Regions from separate parts of the Hordeum vulgare genome. Here region 2 is linked to region 1. Evidence: chromatin contacts called from public Hi-C data. All regions are on one chromosome and are shown on one strand. The core of a region is the stretch at or near the end of the contact, and the rest is flanking DNA. Distances in the headings are between cores, read along the strand shown. Region 1 holds the start of LOC123425720 (histone-lysine N-methyltransferase SETD1B-like). Region 2 holds the start of LOC123425721 (equilibrative nucleotide transporter 3-like).

Region 1 (3,927 bases), core at 629-3,128:
GTTCTTCGCTTCGGTATTTCTCATATTGTCTAGAAAAAACCGATAAAAGTTTCCGGCGATTATGAGAACTTCTATTTCCTACATAAAAACAACACCACGATAATTCTGTTGAAAACAACGCGAGTCCGTTTTAGTTATAATTGGAACATATAAAGTGCATCAAATCCATATAAAAGTATTGTAAACACATGTAAATATGACATCAATACTTCATACATTATTGATACGTTGAAGATGTATCGCACCCAAAGCCTCAAAATCTAGCATGAAATCTCGAACCACCGACTTGCCAAGGAGGTCCTCATGCAGATTAGGAAGCACATTTCCTTTACCCGGTTGATCATCTGCAATCACTTGCCGAACCAAAATGATCAAAGGGAAGAAGACTTTTTTGCATCTCATCAATTTGAAAAGCGCGAAACGAATCCATGTTGGCTTCCCCTTTCGTTAACCACAAAATCCTCAAACGTTTTTTAGCAATAGCACGTTCCTGGAAGTCCAAGAACATAATGTTTAAGGGTAACACACATCTAAACTCCCATGTTAGAGAGAACATGGGTCTCCCGAGCCACCTCTAGCCAAAAAAAATACCACACAATTTGCATTTGAACACTGCCAACCCAATGCTGACCCTAAGCTTGCAACTAACGAGTGGTGTTTCTAAATAGAGCATCCAACCGCTTATATGGATCCATAATGTCAAAATGTAGACTATTGCTAAATACAACGATAGAAAATGACTACAATGAAAAAGTAACTGTTTAAGAAACAAAATAAAAAAAAATCCAAAATTGTAAGTGAGAGCATCTTTAATTTGAACAAACTTATAACAAAAAATATCAATATTTATAATACCAAATCAATATCATTAGATTCTTATGGAACGTAGTTTCATATTACGCATACTTGGTATCGTAGATGATAATATTTTTTAATATAAATTTGATTAAACTTTGTAAAGTTTCACTTGACACAAATCTTATATGCGTAGTATAAAGGACAGGAATGAGTAAATGTTATTGATGAAAGTGGCACCTCGAATAAATATGTTTACCGAGAATAGAAAGGACTTGTCAGAAAAAACAAAAATGAAAAGCGCAAACGTCTACGCAATACTTCCTCCATTCCTAAATATAAGTCTTTCTAGATGTTTCACTAATGGATTACATACGGATGTACATAGACATACTTTAGAGTATAGATTTACTCATTTTGTTTTGTATGTAGACACCTAGTGAAATATCTTAAAAAACTTATATTTAGGTACGGAGGGAGTACATGAAAGAGAAGGGAAAAACTTACATGAAAATTAATTATATAAAATGAAAATAAAAGATAAAAATTCACATGAAATAAATTGGAGATGAAATTTTTTAACGGTTACGTTATTATTTTGTTTTATTTCAAGCACAGAGGGTAACGTTATCAAATTCGTAGTGTGTCGGAATGGTGAGGTAATTTTGCTGTAGCTTCCCTGGACGGCTGGACCGGGCCTTGCATGCAGCAGGGAATGGGCTGAACCCTTGTGAATGAGGGCCCATGTTCCATAACAGAGAGATCTTTAATGGACCGCCAACGCGATCCAGCTCACCCCTAAAAATACCCAACAATAAATACACGCAACACGATCTCACCCGTGCAGTGACCATCGAACGACACAGACGCCTTCCCTGTCTCCATTCCTTTTGACATTAACTAGCTTTCTTTTATTTCTTTTTTTAGAGGAGTAATAATAACCTTCCAATTAAAGCTTTCGTAATCCTCAAAAAAAAAAAAAAACTTTCGTATCCGACGCGGACGCTCCTCCCCCGCCTCGTGAGACGACCCTGTGACGCTCTCCCACGGAGGGCGGGACCCACATTGACACCCCCTTAACCCACCCCCTCTATCGAGGAGAGCCCCCTCGCAGAACCAGTAACCCGCACTGACCCCCGCTCCGATCTCCCCAATCCCCTCCAAATCCCTCGCCGGAACCCTAGCCCCGCGCCGCCGCCGCCGCCATGCCTCCGCGCCGCTCTAAGGGAGGGGCCGGGGGCCAGCCCGACTCCGAAGCCAGCGACGCCGAGCCCGTGGAGACCGCGGTCGACGCCATGTCCGAAGACGAGGCCGACGACGGCAACTCCAACGAGGACTCCGCTGAGAGCGGAGCTGACGATACGGACGGCGAGGCCTCCAAGGAGGAAGCCGCCGATACCAAGGCCGAGGAGATGGATGCGGAGCATGAAGAGGAAGCTGGCGCAACCAAGGCCGAGGAGATGGTCGCCGAACCTGAAGCCAATGGTGCAGATGCGGGGACCAAGGTCGAGGCGGCGGAGGCCAAGGTCGAAGAGGAAGCCGCCCAGAGCGACTCTGAGCGCAAGGCAGGTGCCCGAGAAGCCGATCCAGAAGCGGAGGCAGAGGAAACCGACGGCGAGAATGAAGAGCAAGCCGCTCGGACCGACGGCGGGAGTGGAGAGGAAGCTGCCGGGACTGTTGGCGAGGACGAAGAAGAAGCCGCCGGCACAGACGGCGACAACGCCGCTGAGGTTGGTGGCGAGAACGTAGATGCGGATTCTGAAGCCGAAGGTGAGGGTACTGATGCCGAGCCTGACGCTCTGGAGGAATCCCCTCCCCCCTCTCCTCCAGCCCGTAGCCGCCGCCGCAAGCGAGTGGTCAAACCCGACCCGCCTACTGAGGATGACGAGGAAGAGGAGACCCCTCTGCCTTCACGTCGGCGCCGGCGTCGCAAAGCAGGAGAACGTGGCGATTCTCCTCCGCCACTGCCGGATAACCTCCGGTGCCGCAGAAGTGATGGTAAGAAGTGGCGCTGCTCAGCTCGTGCACTCCCCACTGTCAGCTTTTGCGAGTATCATTATGCCAAGGCTAGCAAGGGCAAGAAACCGCCAGCCGATGGGGAGGTCCTTGCCGTGGCTCTCCAACGGCAAAAGAAGAACAAGAGAAAGGGAAGAAAGCGCTTAAATCTGGCGCCAGAATCACCAAAGGCCACAAGGGATCTCCCTAATGGATTGATGACAATTTCACCGGGGAGCAGTGGGCCGCTAGGCTCCCCTGTGACTACAAAGGTTGGAGTGGATATTCCCGCACCACTCCGGCGGTGCTACCGTTCCAAGAATGCTGAGCCAGTGCCTGTTGGCCCTGTGAAGGTCACCTAGCTAATCATTCAATATTCTTGATTGATAGTTTGATTTGCATTGTGTAATTTTGTGCTGAACCTGTTCTTATTGCTGATTTTTGTATGGATCTAGGTCGTTCCTCATGCAATGAGTAAAGCAAAGGCAGCACAGATGTCATGCCACCGTTGTGGGTTGAAGAAGGTAGCACGCGTTGTCAAGTGCAAGAACTGTGAAAACAAGTACTTCTGCAACAGCTGCATCAATAAATGGTTAGGTTTTCATTCTTTGTCAGTGGTATTATTTGCCTGCTTGGTTGCCTTGCTGAATTAATGACTTTATGCATGCTTTCAACTATGATAACTTGGTTACCCTGATTAACTACTCCATCTGTCCCACAAATAAGATGTTATTACAACCGATATACTCACATGTTGGTTGTAATAACATCTTATATTATGGGATGGAGGCAGTAGAAGAATGATTGGTCGAGGTTTAGGTTTGCATCATATCTGGTGATTTAGTGGATGCAGAAGAGTTGGGACTGAGAGGGACATAAATTTGCTTGAGTTCATGAATCATTTTCTGCTGTAGGCTTTGCGTGCTATACCATTTGATAAATGATAACTGAGGAAAAGTAGTTGCAAACATTTGGTTGAGTAAGCTCCCCTTTTTACTGAAATCCTGAATTACAGTAATGCACTGTAGTTTATTGTGATCTGCATGATAGAAAACACTCATATTTAATTTTATTCTATGAAATATCTGATACTGTTTGGGCCTCAGCTGATTAATGTATCATTTGGATATTTGATTA
Region 2 (3,715 bases), core at 590-3,089, 450 kb after region 1:
GGCTCTTCCCAAGCGCCATAGTTTGAGACCTTGTGAATGTGAATCAGAACCCTGTACTGCAGAAGAGTAGGCTCGAACAAAGGCACAACCAAACCCTGCTTCGGTCTGGCGAGCCAATAGAGCGAGGGAATGCCGTCAGGATCCGCCGTCCAAGATAAAAGCTTGAAAGCCGTGAGGTCACTCCTGGCGCAGTTCTCCGGCGCCACAGTGTCAACCATACATGAAGAGCCCAGCAGGTCCTCAGCTACACCACGATCTGAGGCATGCGATGGGATTCCCTCTAGAACCAGCTCAACCTTGAAATTGAATGCAGAGTGAACGACTTGGGCTTGGCGATTCCACTGCCTGAAGAATAGACGGATGCCACGGTGCTCGATGAAAGGCCATGTAGTGACCAAGTTGCGGTGATCCTAGCGGGAGAAAACGATCAGGAAATACTCCGGCCGGAAGGAGTGAAAGGAGGTCCATTCAGGCTCGATTCCGACCACCACCGTTAATGCCTCCCTCACGAACTCCAACATGATGTCATGCCGAGCACCACCCGCAAAAGCCACCATCGAAAATTGCAGTGTTTCCTCTAAGTCCGCCATGGAACGGGTGCGTCGGGCGATGCACATCTCTGATGGGGGCGAGTTCTTCATGAACCGCACACACGAGACGCGGGATGCACAGACGCGGCCATTCCTCAACCGCGCCGGGCACGAAGGCGGCGGAGGTGTCAGGATAGGATCCCTACCCACGGGGAGACATGACGGTGCCTTGTCCTGGCCAGTCACCCGAGCCGCCACCTCACGCTGAAGCTCTTCCTCCGTGGACGGGATGTGAGGCCATTTGCATTCCTTGGAGCCGTGTCTCGGGTTGCCTCAATGGAAGCACACCATGGGATTGGTACAGTCCATGCGAAAGTGCTCTTCCTCGAAGCAATGAAAGTAGAGGCTCTCCATCTCCGGCGAAACCTTGCTCCACTCGCGAGCAGGCGGAGCGCCGTGCATCGCGGACTCGCCAAATCAACGACGCCTCCTCCACAACTACTTCTTTGATGGCGACGGCTGCGTCCAGATCTACTGCACAGAAGCCACAACAGGCGGCGGTTCACGGACGGGATCCACCAACGACGGGGGGACGCGGGCCTTCGAGCCATCGGAGCTCGACGAGAGGCTGAGGCCCGATACCACCGACCGCTCCCCAGACCGACGGGAGGAGGAGGTGACTGAACACGGGCTCGCCGCCATGAGCACGAGCAGGGAGAAGGACGGCCCGAAAGGGAGGAGAGCCATCGGAAGATGAGGGATTTAGGTGGCCGCTGGGGTCGGAGTGACCAGCAGCGGGGGGTGGACACCGACGCCGGAGTGGCAAACGGCGGAAGGAGCATGCACGCTCTCGCTTGCACAAACCATCAACATTGAAGTGTGTTACTATGAGCGGAGCAATATATGAGTCTAAGGTCATGATTGTTGGGTTAAGAATTGTAGTATTTTTCTCATCCGTTGCAAGTTGCAACACACCGATCCCTTTTTAGTACTCCCGTCCTTACTAAATATAAGTTTTTTTTTAAATTTCAATAAAAGACTGCATACGAAGTAAAATGAATAAATCTATATTTTAAAGTATGTCTAAATATATTCGGATAGTTTCTTAGTAAAATCTTTTAAAAAACTTATACTCCGTATTTAGGAACGGAGGGAGAGTATTAAAATAATTCCACAGACCCGCTCCGGTGTGGACTCGTAGTGGGAACACGTGCAGGACAGACCGTCTGAACGGCTACGCCGTCCGACTTTCCTATCCAAATAAAGTCGTCTCCGTTTAAGATTTCTCCCAGATGGATGAACTCATGCGCCGACTGATCCCGGTGCCCGCACGTCATACACGTTAGCCTGAGGAGGATACTCAAAGATTCCCCCCAACGAGCTGTCAACGAAAGTTAAAAGATTCCCACGTAAATCTCAACTGACATTCGTAAATCTCAACAGCTACTATATATACGGCCGCACGGTCCACAAGCCCACACAGATCCCGCCTCCTCTCCACGCCCTTGGCCGCCACCGCCGGCCGCCGCGCGCTCCGTGGTTGCTCCTCCTCCCTCCGGTCAGTGCTCTGCTCTCCCGTAACCTGCCTCTTCTTCCCCGAGTTCCTCATCCCATCACAGCCTTCCTTTTTTTTGTCCTCCAACCCGACGGCGACGGGGTCCAACAAACGAGGCCGGCTGGTACTGGACTCTCTTGGATTGGTTTCTCTTTTTTTTTTTCGGCAAGTAATCCTAGTGGTTTGATTGGAGTTGGATGGGTTGTTATTTTCTTTCACGGGTTTCTTGGGGATCGATTCTTTCTTTTCTCCGGCAGCGAGGAATCATATATCCCAAATCAATGCGCTATTACTTGCCGAATTGGTTGCCGCGTGCTGTCCGTACTCCGTAGTCCGGCCATCATCGTTCGGTCGTGTTCGCACGAGGCCGATCTGCGTTCACTCCGTAATGGAGTTCCCAAAGAAGACCACCGCCGAGACGAAGATGGCACGGCTCCAATCCTGACGGCGCTAAATCGGATTCATGGCGTGAATTGGCCACTTTTTTGGTCTCGATGCCCGGATTCCTACTACTACAGGTGACTGGGGAATTGGTGCCCGTGAAGGTTCAGACTCCAGTTTTAGATACCTGCGGATTTGGACACTTCTATGAAGTCGGATACCGAAATTAGTTTCTTGTTTTTTTATAGAAATGAATTAGTTTCTTGTTGTGTCCAAGTGTCTAGCATATTGCAATGAACTGTGTCGTCGAGCCAAAGTCTTTGCTTGGGCTGCGCAGACGTCCACTTCTTTCTCTGAAACTCTGACGAACGAAATCTTCAGGTGTTGAAACCCAGTTTCACGCCTTTTTCAGTCCTGATTTCTGAACCAGTTACATACAACTCTTTGCAGTGCTGCCTGCTTTGATTGGACAGGTGAACTTGGTTATCATGGGCCTCGAGGTGGCAGGTGGCGGGGAAGCTGCAGTTAAGGTATTTTCTTTCTTTCTGCAAGTTCATCTGATGGTTATTGCACTGTTCTCAACTTTGATTTGAGTGTTTTGTGCTGACTGCTGCTACTTTTGGCTGTGTCTGGCAGGGGAAGTTCTGGGGTATAGTTGTTTGTTTTTTCTTGGGAAATGGAAGCTTATTTGCCTGGAACAGTATGCTTACTATCGAGGATTACTATGTCTCTCTGTTCCCGGTATGTGTTTGTTTGTGAAACTCACTTGATATTTTTGATTGAAATCTGTATGCAAAAATGTGTCTCGTCTCCTTTCTCTGAATGTTGCAATAGATTATTTAATTGATGATCTGAATGAAGCCAGTAGTACTTAGTAGCATAATTCTATCACTTCTTTCTATATAAGCTAAAGTGTCCTTCTGGATTTGCTTGGACTGTTTGGGCAAATTAAGAATTACTCCCTCCGTTCCTAAATATAAGTCTTTTTAGGGATTTCACTAATGGACTACATACGGATGTATATAGACATACTTTAGAGTATAGATTCACTCATTTTGCTCCGTATGTAGACACCTAGTGAAATATCTTAAAAGACTTATATTTAGGTACGGAGGGAGTAGTAGTTACACTCATTTAATGACACGGCTTATCATTTCTACCTTACACTGTCTACCTTCTTAAACTGAGATGCCTTCGTTTTGCAGCATTTGTTGTGTTCCAAACATATTCAGATTTTATTATGTACATT

Evidence for each region. A called contact is a pair of places that touch in the nucleus more often than the background predicts.
Region 2: a Hi-C map of leaf shows a contact between it and region 1, with 2.8 times the contacts expected there. The contact joins the promoter of LOC123425721 here to the promoter of LOC123425720 in region 1. A contact is called at or near these places in 4 of 6 Hi-C or Micro-C datasets (leaf and seedling) and 1 of 1 datasets of contacts at active chromatin or transcription factors (embryo).

Annotation. Positions count from the first base shown.
Region 1 is chr2H:173,927,452-173,931,378 of MorexV3_pseudomolecules_assembly, forward strand. LOC123425720 (histone-lysine N-methyltransferase SETD1B-like) reads left to right here and starts at 1,879. Exons shown (of 6, transcript XM_045109429.1): 1 at 1,879-3,143; 2 at 3,246-3,382. The coding sequence starts at 2,001.
Region 2 is chr2H:174,373,312-174,377,026 of MorexV3_pseudomolecules_assembly, forward strand. LOC123425721 (equilibrative nucleotide transporter 3-like) reads left to right here and starts at 1,840. Exons shown (of 10, transcript XM_045109430.1): 1 at 1,840-2,088; 2 at 2,917-2,996; 3 at 3,103-3,207. The coding sequence starts at 2,955.